2 separate regions of the Callithrix jacchus genome follow, and region 1 is linked to region 2. The links are chromatin contacts, called in public Hi-C maps. All regions are on one chromosome and are shown on one strand. Each heading gives the region's core, a stretch centred on a gene start, on an enhancer-like site or on the middle of the called end of the contact. The rest is flanking DNA. Distances are from core to core; before and after follow the strand shown. Region 1 holds the start of MAP4K5 (mitogen-activated protein kinase kinase kinase kinase 5). Region 2 holds the start of L2HGDH (L-2-hydroxyglutarate dehydrogenase).

Region 1 (5,914 bases), core at 1,210-3,709, 230 kb before region 2:
GGTACAAGTAAAATAATGAGTATAGCAGACACATTTTTGAACCACCATATAAAATCTCAACTTTTTCCATGCTATCTGCCTCTAGGTTGATGTTCAAAGCATATGGATCTGCCATTACTTGCAACATAAAATATCTGTACTCCAGGGTCTTGTTGAAACCTATGACCTCAAACATTTTATTGCCTACTTCATTTTAAATGCTGTATTTCAAGAATAACATGCTTAAAGGTTTGTCAGGATATTTATCCTTGTCTCAAACTGGGCATTCCGTTTCTACTTTATGAAGATGGCTCATTAAATAAAATTTTTTGAAGTATTCGCATGAGGAAAATATGTGCCTCTTTCTTGATCAGTTACTCTTCACTGTTTATTCAAAACACTGTAAAATCCTCTGCTTGGGCCAGGAGCATGGCTCACACCTGTAATCCTAGCACTTTGGGAGGCCAAGGTGGGGGCAGATCACCTGAGGTCAGGAGTTCGAGACCAGTCTGACCAACATGGAGAAACCCTGTCTCTACTAAAAATACAAAATTAGTCAGGCATAGTGGCACATGCCTCTAATCTCAGCTACTCAGGAGGCTGACGCAGGAGAATCACTTGAACATGTGAGGCAGAGGTTATGGTGAGCCAAGATCGGAGATCGGGCCATTGCACTCCAGCCTGGGCAACAAGAGCAAAACTCCATCTCAAAAAAAAAAAAAAAGAAAAGAAAAGAAAAAGAAAAAAATTAAGAAAAAAATTCTCTGCTTGGCCAATTTGTTGCGTTGTTCTGGTTTTGTATTTTCCTTCTCTTCAACTTCATACTGGTTTGCCCACTTATTTTTATCTTGTTTCATAGTGTTTTCTGTAGGTTGCCTGAAATTCTCTTGAGTAATCCAAGTATAAATATGTAAGAATAAATATATTTCAGACTAGATAAAGGATAAATACTTATAGGGCAAGAGGAAAAAAATCCCAAATGAATCTATGACAGTAAACAAGTACTAAGATACCAATAGAACATTTGAAGAGATTTTGAGTCATCGAAGCCAAAAGTATGTGCCCACCGAAACAAGTGCCAAGAATCTTTGAAAGAAGGAACTGTTCTTCAACAATTTTTTCAATGCAGCAAACACATAGGCTTTGTCCATGGAGCATGTAAGTCTGGGCTTACTTATCTTCCCCAAATAAGTGCCCTTTGTGTGTGGAGCACAAGAAAATACATATATCCCCTGTCCTGTTAAGGTGCGAATTTAATTTCTACATTATACAATTATCAACAATAAGGAGGATATTTCTCAAGAACAGAATTAAAAATGGAATGTTCAAAGCCACATGCCAACACCACCAACTTGCTTTTTCATTATGTTTCAGTCACTAAATGCAGTGGCTGAGTGTTATCTGGCATTTCTGTTCAAAATCTCTATGAGGCTCTGGAAATAACTTAGCCAGTATAACGTTAACACTGGCAACTTACTTTGTACCTTCAGAGAGCAAGACTGGAACTGAAACTGCAAAACAGCTTGTGAAATATCAGCCAAATTACTTCCCCGAACTCCTGTTCCATACGTGCTGTGCACTGTTAAGAATTTTAAAACCTCTTATATTCGATAACCCTCTTTACAAGCCTGTAAAACCCTTTATAAACACTTTCTTGGGTGTCAGATGCAAAACCTTATCCTCTTCAAGCTGCAGATAAGGATACTGAGATGTTGCCAAATATGCTGTGTTGTCCCAGAGCACATACTGAGGAAGTGGTAGAACCAGAACCAGTCTTTGACCCCTGACTTTGTTTTACTTTTGCGGAACTCCTGACCTCATTAAAGGTGCAATACCCGCGGTGAGACTCTGCTGGTATCCAACAGGGACAAAGGCCATTGAGCAGTTTTAGGAATTCAGGATTTCAGAAATGTCTCAGAAGAACTAAGTAGAAGACAGGTTGTGCAGGTGTGCAGTGCAGCCTCAAACTGGTACCACCGGGAATGGTTTGCAAAACAGGAAGGTGCAGTAGGGTGTGCCGAGACTTAGTTAACCTGGCAGTCCCCACCTCCTTCCTCGGCGCCCCGCTGCCAGGTTACTTCTGGCCCAGTGCCCTTAACGTACCTTTTCCGTGTTGAACTTGGAGGGCTGCGTTCCCATTGCCCTTCTTCCTCTACCCGTCACCCTCCAGGCCTACCTGACTAATGTGCGGACGGTTTAGCCAAGGCACGCCGGCCCACGAATGCCCAGGCGTGTCCCTTATTTCTGAGAGTGGGAGGGAGAGAGCCCAGGCCCTGCAAGGACGCGCCCGGCTAGGGGGGCGCGGTGGCGCGGTGGGAGGGTGTCGTGTCCTCAGCAGGCCTCAGGGCGGCACTCTGGTCCCGCGGCCAGAGCGCTCGGGCGGGCCGCTGGGCGCCGACCCATGCTGGCCGGGAACGTGTCTCCCGGTGACGCAGCCCCGGGTGGGGAACGTGGTGCGGCGGCGGCGGCGGCGGCAACCGTACGCGCCTCCGCCGCCTCCGAGAGGACGCGCGGTGCAGCGGCTGAGTGGCGGCGGCGGCGGCGTCGGGAAACCCGGAGCTGCCAGTCGGCGCGGGGGAGGGGGACGCGGGAGCGGTCTAGGAAGTAGGTCCCGGACTCAGCGCTCAACAAAGAACGGGGCCGCCCCCATCAGGTACGGAACCGGCCTTGGGCCCCGGCAGGGGAGGAGGCCCGGCCAGGCAGTTCGCGGGCGGCCGGGGTGGGGGAAGGGCCGCAGCCCGAACGAGGATACGGGGCGCCAGGGGCCCTTTCAGGCCCGTTTCTCTTCTACAGCCCCTGGCGGAACGAAGGGAAGGGGCTGGGCCGCGGGGGCGCGGGCCGCTCGGGGCCATATCCCACGACGCCGACCCGCCTTTGCTCGTGTTTAGTGCAGGCAGAGCTGCGGGCGGAGGCTCCATGTTGGGAAGCGGCGCCGTTCGTGCTTGTTAGCGGGAATCGGGGAGGCGCGGGCCGAGCCGGCGGGGGCCGGGCCCTAAGCGAAGATGGAGGCCCCGCTGCGGCCTGCCGCGGACATCCTGAGGCGGAACCCGCAACAGGACTACGAGCTTGTCCAGAGGGTCGGCAGCGGCACCTATGGGGACGTCTACAAGGTGAGTGGGGCTGGCCGGGCCCTTTTCCTGCTGTCGACTGGGTCCCGGGAATAGAAGCCACTTTCCGGCGAAGTACTGGGGCGAGGGGAGGATGCTTTTATTGTTGCCTCTTGGGGAGAAAGCGGCCGGAATCCCTTTTACTCGGTTCTGAGCACCCTGGACTCATAGCTTGTTCTAATCGCTACCAACAAGCAGAACTAACCACACGGTTGCAAACTGTTGTACTTTTTTGTGGTTTATAAGGCTTTTTAATAAGGCCTATTTATGGTATTGAAGGGAGTTTGAATCTGCTTATGGAATTACACCGAAGGATGCTCTAATGTTAGCATGGAAAAATGAAGTGGTAGACAGGAAAGAGTATTGACATTTAGATATTTGCATTTAAAAAAAAAACTTGTTTTAATGAATGAGCTTGACCTAAAAAAGCCATATGAAACCCTGTCTCTGACCTTTAACTGTAAGCAAACTAATATTGGTGACATGTATGCAAATATTATCCGATATAAAAAGATGCTTTTCCTGGTGGAAGTTTCATCGTTTGTTTTTGGTTCACGATAAAAATATGTTAGCATGCTGGGTTTTGTTTTACTTTAGCGGTTTCTTTCAGGGATTTATAACATCCCATAACCATGAGTGGATATGAGCTGCTGTCTTTGTATTGTGCTCTTTTGTATTATTTGGGACAAACGATGAGAGTGAGTTACTCCTAATTTAGAATTTTAAAAAACTTTGTAGAGAAGCAAACCGATTCCCCAAATCCACTGAGTTCTTGAATTCAGAGGAAAGAGATTGATATTGCCTTATGCTTTTTGTTCAGTGTTCCAGAAAGGGAGCATTAGTGCAACCCACAAGTATTAAGGCTAAGCTCCTCTGCTTTTTTGCCGCGGCGTTGTTTATTGGATTTTATCATGATATGTATCCCATTGTGCCAAACAACAGTTTTGCATATCCCTTAAGTGGTCTTGTTCCATTTGGGTAATTAACCAGTAAATTCCTCTGGGGTTATGTTGTTCTTTTGCATAGGTGGTTCCCCTCTTTCTATTTACTTGCGTTTAATTTCCTCTCTATTAATATTAGCATTTCAAGGTGGCGGTTTTATAGCTCTAGCACTGTTTGATTCTCCTGTGATAAACTAATGGAGAGGCTTTTTATTCCTTAAACAAGAGTTTGAGTCTTCTGTACCAGGCACTGTTAGAGGTACTGGGGTGTTGAATTGTGAGTAAGGTCCCAGCTCTTTAACTCAAAATGTTCAATGATTATAACAATCCTCTTCTTTATGTAAAATGAGAGGTAGTTAACTTAGTTGTTTATCCAGGGATTAGCCATTTTGTGGAATGCTCTTTAGAAAATTGAAATTCCTGTTTCCTTTCTCAATCTCGTTTTTTAGTCATCTTTGTCTATGATTCATTGTGTGTTAGACCAGTTCAATTTAGTTCATGTTAATTTACAATAGTATAAATTATACTTGGTGTATATATTCTCTTCTCCCTACTACAATAAAAGTTTGAGTGTTTTCCCTACAGAGATCTTAAGACCTCCACCCTTTTTCTTCATAGATCGTTAACTAAAGCGACTGTCTGGAGCAGGCTTTTATTCATGCCGGTGAAAACAAAGATTATATTTAAGGGGCAGCTAATATCTGCCTTTTACCCTGGTGCCTTCCTGTCCTAGCCTCTTTCTGCAGTTCCCAAACTGAGGATCAGAAACTGAATATTCATCACACTCTACCTTCACCCCTCAACACGTGGTCCTCTACCTTCATAGTGTTGCTTCCTCACACTTACATGTATATTCATTGCACACTAGGCCGCTTCTGATTCTAAACATCCTTAAGGCATTCATAGCTCCTTGTCTTTTGTTTACCTTTGTTCTAATTGCTTGGAATCACCTCTCACCCCTCCATTGCCACCAATTGCTGTAATACCTGTGCTTGAAAGCCTTACTCAGATGCTCCTGGGCAAGACCTAGCCCTTCACCCTTATTTCCCAGCCTCATCTACCACTCTCTTTAGTCATTATGCTTTAGTGACCCTGGCTTGCTTGCTGCTTCTTAAACATAATAACCATCTCCCTATCTTTGGGTCTTTGTCCTTGCTATTTCCTCTCTTCATAATGTCTCCCCTGCCCCCTACCATATGGCTTGCTTCCTTCCTTCTTTATTTTACACCCTCTCCATCTTTTTTCCTACTTTATATTTTGCTTTGTATTTACCACTAACATAATGTTTTACTTATTTTTTTCTTGTTTATTATCTATCTTGATTCACTAAAATACTCTATGATGGCAGGGATTTTAACCTATTCACTGCTCTGTCTCTGATTATGCCTGGCACAGAGTAAATACTTCCTAAAAATCTAATAAATGAATGAATGAATATCAGACTTTGTCACCTAGTTCTCTGATCATACGCTTTGACATCACAACACTAAGTTAGCATTTAATACTCTTAAGTATTACTGTAATGCCATTTGCTTGTTTGTTTGGAGACAGGGTCTCGTTCTGTCACCCAGGCTAGTGGGCAGTAGCGTGATCTTGGTTTATTGAAGCCTCAACCTCCTGGGCTGAAGTGATCCTTCCAGCTCAGTCTCGCAAGTAGTTGGCACTACAGGTGTGTGCCACCATGTCTGGCTAATTTTTTATATTTTTTTAGGGAAGAGGGGGTTCTTGCCATGTTGTCCAGGCTGGTCTTGAACTCCTGAGCTCAAATGATCTGGCTGCCTCAGGCTCCCAATCGGGTTACAGGCATGGGCCACTACATCTGGCCCTGTAATACCTTTTAATGATACTCTTCATGTGTATTTTTATTACAAATTTCAACTATTTGAG
Region 2 (5,612 bases), core at 1,558-4,057:
TTGTGAGACTTAATTCACTATCCAGAGAACAGCACAGGAAGGACCTGCTCCCATAATTCAATCACCTCCCACCTGGTTCCCATGACATGTGGGAACTGTGGAAGTTACACTTCAAGATGAGATTTGGGTGGGGTCAGTCAAACCATATCAATACAGTAGTTCATCTACACTATGGAATGTCAGTAATAAAAAGGAATGGACTACCAATACATGTAACAATCTGGATGTATCTCAAGGGATTATGCTGAATGCAACTAGTCAATCCCAAAAAGTTACATACTGTATAATGACAATAACTACATTTATGTAACATTCTTGGTATAACAAAATTTTAGAAACATTGGGTGAGGCTACAAAGGGAAGTTGTGGTTATGAAAGGGCAACTGGAGGGACCCTTGTGGTGATGGACCTGTGCTGTACCTTGACTGTGGTGGTGGATACAAGAATCTACACACCTGATAACCCATATAGAACTAAATACACAGAAAAATAACAGAAATACAAAACAAGGAACCAGAATGAGATCAATGTGTTATACTGGAGTGAGCATAGAAAGTCTACATTAAGACAAAAGTATGCTAAATTGCAGGGTTTATTGCTGGCGACTATAGAGGACTTAGGTCTCTCTAACTCGTGGCAGAGAAAGAAGGGTGACAAGACTTTTTTATACTTGTAAAACCACCTTGGGAGTGGGGGTGAGGAGCGGGGATGGGGATGAAAGGCTTCAGACAGGATTCTGTAAATCACTTCCTGGGCTGAGATGAGGGTGGGGTTGGGGAGGGTGGGATCTGGACATTTTAAGGGCTAGGGGACTTTTGTTATTCTGATTGTTACTTAAGCGGTTTACAGAAGTCAAGATAAACATTAGTTTATACTTTATCTGGGTAGGGTTACAAATTTTAGTTACTTATTACAGGTTGTAGGGGCCAGGATGGAATTATTTTGGGCTGCTCATTTTGGTTATTACTGGTAAGTAAAGGCTAGCAACTCTGGCAGTTACTGATAAAGAGAAGGTAAGCAGCTTTACTTTTTACATTCTGCAAAGTAAACTAGCAGTCTTATTTACTAGCCAAGGCCCGCAGTTAATGGGGCAGCCTTTACAACTTATTTTTGAAAAACAGCTTTGTCTTTTATAAAATGGCGTTGCTCAAGTTCTAGCTATAGCACAAATGGATTGTATTAATGTCAATAACCTGGTTGCGATATTGTCCTAGTTTTGCAAGATACTACCACTGGGGAGACTCGGTAAAGGGTACACAGAATCTCTATTCCTTTTTTTTTTTTTTTTTTTTTTTTTTTTTTGACGGAGTCTCACTCTTGTTGCCCAGGCACCGCAACCTCCCCTCCTGGGTTCAAGCCATTTTCCTGCTCCAGCCTCCTGGGTAGCTGGGATTACAGGCATGCGCCACCACTCCCGGCCTTTTTTTTTTTTTTTTTTTTTTTTTTTTTTTTTAGTAGAGACGGGGTTTCTCAGTGTTGGTCAGGCTGGTCTCAAACTATCGACCTTAGGTCATCGGCTCGCCTTGGCCTCCCAAAGTGCATGGGAATCCACAATTATTTCACAAAGTTGAATAACCATCTTTTTCATCTGTGATCGAACCAGCAGGCAACATTCTACATTGTTTTAACCAATAAAGCAAAGTATGTACCCCTGTTCTGGTGGTAAAATCCTTTGACCATAATAAATGTCATCAGGTTGCAAATGCTCCACTGTGCTAAACACCTGATAACCTTACCTCGTGTAATCTACTCAACAGCCCTAAGATTAGGAAGACCCGAGGTGGGTGGATCACGAGGTCAAGAGATAGAGACCATCCTGGTCAACATGGTGAAACCCTGTTGCTACTAAAAATACAAAAAATTAGCTGGGCATGGTGGTGCGTGCCTGTAATCCCAGCTACTCAGGAGGCTGAGGCAGGAGAATTGCCTGAACCCAGGAGGCGGAGGTTGCGGTGAGCCGAGATTGCGCCATTGCACTCCAGCCTGGGTAAACAAGAGAGAAACTCCGTCTCAAAAAAAAAAAAAAAAAAAAAATTAGGAAGACATTGCTATCATTCCTAGTTCACAGAGGCGTCTGAGGCAAAGAGGTGAAGTGATTTCCTGGAGCCACCTGACCAAAGACTGGAACCAAGATTCTAACAGGCACGTGAAGAGCTTCTGGTAATAAATTTGTATCATTCTATTTCTGTTCTGTTCAGAGCCCCATAAAAGAAGTCCAGAAGACTGCGGGCTGTCAGTCTTCGCTGTGACAAAAAGCCTCCATGAGGAGCGAGGACCAGGGTCGGACGTGGAGCGCCCTATTAGCGGACGCTCGACTCAGAGGGGACCGAGAATGAAGACGATGGGTGCCCAACCCCTTCGCCTCCCACAGGCCTCGTGCGGGGGCGGAGCCGAGCGGGCGGAAGCGGGGCAGGGGCGGGGCCGAGGTCGAGCAGGAGAAAGAAGCCGCTGGGCCCACCCTAACAAGAATTTTCACGGTACTCCCGCCCACACTTTCTCCCGCGGCCCCCTGCCCGCACGGCGGTGGAAGTCGAAGACGCGCTACCTGAAGGGCCATGTTTTCAGTCAGCCCAGCGTTGGCGAAGGGCGAGGGCAGAACACAACCACCACCCTCGTCCCGCCCCGCTCAGGGCCTAGCGCCTCTACTCACAGCTTTGGAGGGTGGGAGGGAGCGAGCCAGAGTCCCCGCGTCTGCGGCGCCCTGCCTGCCCTTCGCCCTCCGCCGCGTGCGCCCATTGGCCACCGCAGCCTCTCCACGTAGGACGAAGGCGCGCGCTTCATTGGACCTCGCATGAGGGGCGGGCCTACAGTGCGCAGGTTGCCGGCCGTGGAGGGTCAAGTGGTAGCTTCTGAGGGCTGAGGAAGGGCAGCAGGCGCAGGCGATGGTGCCAGCGCTGCGTTACTTGGTTGGTGCCCGCGGACGGGCCCGTGGGGGTTTATTCGGGGGCTTCCCCGGGGCGTGCGGGCCGGCGTCGGGGAGGCCCCGACCGCTGTGTGGGGGTGGCCGTAGCGCCAGCACCAGGTGAGTGGCTGCTCGTCCTCCCCGCCGCCGGCGCTGCTGCCTCTCGCAGAGCCATCTCGTGCTGGAGTTGTGTCTCTGTTCCTACTTCCCTGTCCCGGGGTGAGGGCAGGTTGGGGTCCTGTGGAGCTCCAGCCTCGCATCCCAGGAACTACAAATCTGCGGGTTCATTCGTTCTATGTACGGGCGGGAGGAAAGGCGGTGTATGGAGTAGAGGTCAGGATTAGCTCTGGCTTTAAACCCGTCCACTTTCTGTTGAACTCTCGTCTAGTTACTTAACCTCCTTGAAGGCTCAGTTATGACTGGGACCTTAGTCTCTTCTGTAGGTGGTCGTTTGGAGGATAAAAAGGACCTAGTACACGTATAAGCAATCAAATATAGCTGGCGTCTTTGGGGTTGCTTGGAAGATCTGAATACAGTCTTAGTTCCTGACAGAGCCCGCTGAGTTGCCCCTGTCGGAAGCAGCCCGTAGGCTAATCAAAGCCCGCAGAATTCAATGCCCTGTGATGTATAGTTTGGAGGTCACATTCGAAACCACTTTCTCTGCCCTCTGTAGAAGAGGCAGTTTGTGTGAAGGATGTAAGGCTTGGAGAGGTTTTGGTTATTTTGAGGACTAGAAGGTGGGCCATAGGTGGTGACTGGAGCTTAGTGGAAGACAGATGGTGTGGAATGACACGGGAGAAGGGTTACATCACAGCAAGGTTTTTATTTTAACCACATGTTGAATTTTATTCTAAGAGCCACGGGAAGCTATTTAAAAGAATTTCAAGAAGAGGCTAGTGATTAAATGTTGATGTTCTGAAAGTTGATGCTGGCGCTGCGTGTTGATGGATGGAGGGAGTAGAATGGGATACCAAAGACAATTAGTGAACTGGTTGTTAAGGGCTGTAAAGTGATCTTTCAGATTTGAGGAGAGGGAGTGAGGGCGGCACATGTAGTTGGAAAAAGCACATTCACTATGATAATTTTATGTTTGAAAGTAAGAAAAGTTTATTGATGGATGTAATATAATCTGCGAAAACAATATGTTGGCTGGGAATCTGTACCAAGGTAATAATTCTAAGTGGAAGGTCTACCTCCCCACAAGCTTTTGTGTTACAATTATCAAAAGGCAGCAAGGGGCGGCTCATGCCTGTAATCCCAGCATTTTGGGAGGCCGAGGTGGGTGGATTACCTGAGATCAGGAGTTTGAGACCAGCCTGGCCAACATGGCGAAACCTCGTCTCTACTAAAAATACAAAAACTAGCCCGGCATGGTTGTGTGTGCCTATAATCTCAGCTACTGGGGAGGCTGAGGCAGGAGTATCACTTGAACCCTGGAGGAGGTGGTTGCAGTGAGCCAAGATCATGCTACTACATTCCAGCCTGGGCAACGAAGGGAGACTCTGTCTTTATTAAAAAAACAAACAAACAAAAAACCCAAAAGGCAGCAAGGATGAGAAACATTATTATGTAAGTTAAGACCACCCCTCTAAGTGAAGGTTTTGCTACCTTTTACAGAAAAGCGAGGCTTGAAGACAAAGCGTAACATCATAGTTGAACTTAAAAGAAAAAAAAAAAACAGTATCAAAGATACCTCTGTGTCGTATAAGTGCACTGCCATGATTGATATAGATATAAACTTGATAAGTTTAAAAAATTACAGTCGGTTCTCATTTCTGTGGGATCTGCATCTGCAGATTCAACCAACTATGGATCAAAAATATTTGCAAAAAAACGATAAAAAACACAAAATTTAAAATACAGTATAACAACTATTCACATAGCATTTACGTGGTACTATTTACTATAAATAATCCAGAGATGACTTAAAGTATATTGGATGATGTGTGTAGATTATATGCAAATCCTGTGCCATTTCATATAAAAGACTTGAATATATGGATTTTGGTATCCATGGGAGTCCTAAAACCAATCCCCTGTGGTTATTGAGGGATGACTGTATATAAAATATGATTAAGTCATACACATACAAATGTATTAAGTATTTGTAAATGTTTTGAACACCTACCTTAGTGGAAGATTATAAGATGTTTTGGAAAATAAAAATCCTATCTTAACAATGGTTATTCTTGTGGAATTTTTAAAAGCCAGGATATTTTGGAGTCCACAGAAGATCTATTTATTGTGAAAGTTGTGTAAAGGGTCAATGGCTGTAAATCAATATAAGTAACTATAGTGGAATGTGAATGCTTTACCTTTTATCTACTGAACTTATGTTTTCAAAAACCTATTTAAAGGCTTGGACTTCCAAATACACTCTAATCATATTAGTAATGTTTTAGTTGACTACTGTAAGCATTTGCCAATAACTAGTATTAATGTAGTGGACCCAGAATCCCATTTTACTTGTGCTGCTCTTTTTATACCCTCTCTTTTTAAATGTGTGCATTATTCATCATCCTTAACAACCATTTTATCTAGTCTAAAGCTGCTGCAGGAGAACCACCTGCTGTGTGTCACCTAGAGGTTCTCCCTGTTCAAGTTATGAGGATTATGCACTGACAGAGGGAACTTTATCCTCTATGACGCCCAAATTAATTTAAGATGCAGGATTTGATTTGTCAAGCTTATATATATTCCTAGTTGTCTA

The links. A called contact is a pair of places that touch in the nucleus more often than the background predicts.
Region 1: a Hi-C map of skeletal muscle shows a contact between it and region 2, with 6 times the contacts expected there. The contact joins the promoter of MAP4K5 here to the promoter of L2HGDH in region 2. A contact is called at or near these places in 2 of 3 Hi-C or Micro-C datasets (both in skeletal muscle).

What each region holds. Positions count from the first base shown.
Region 1 is chr8:85,073,222-85,079,135 of calJac240_pri, reverse strand. It overlaps MAP4K5 (mitogen-activated protein kinase kinase kinase kinase 5), which reads left to right and starts at 2,459. Exons shown (of 32, transcript XM_078334875.1): 1 at 2,459-2,632; 2 at 2,868-3,089. The coding sequence starts at 2,982.
Region 2 is chr8:84,839,826-84,845,437 of calJac240_pri, reverse strand. It overlaps L2HGDH (L-2-hydroxyglutarate dehydrogenase), which reads left to right and starts at 2,807. Exons shown (of 8, transcript XM_054239920.2): 1 at 2,807-3,022. The coding sequence starts at 2,883. DMAC2L (distal membrane arm assembly component 2 like) reads right to left here and starts at 2,687. Exons shown (of 6, transcript XM_035260460.3): 1 at 2,546-2,687.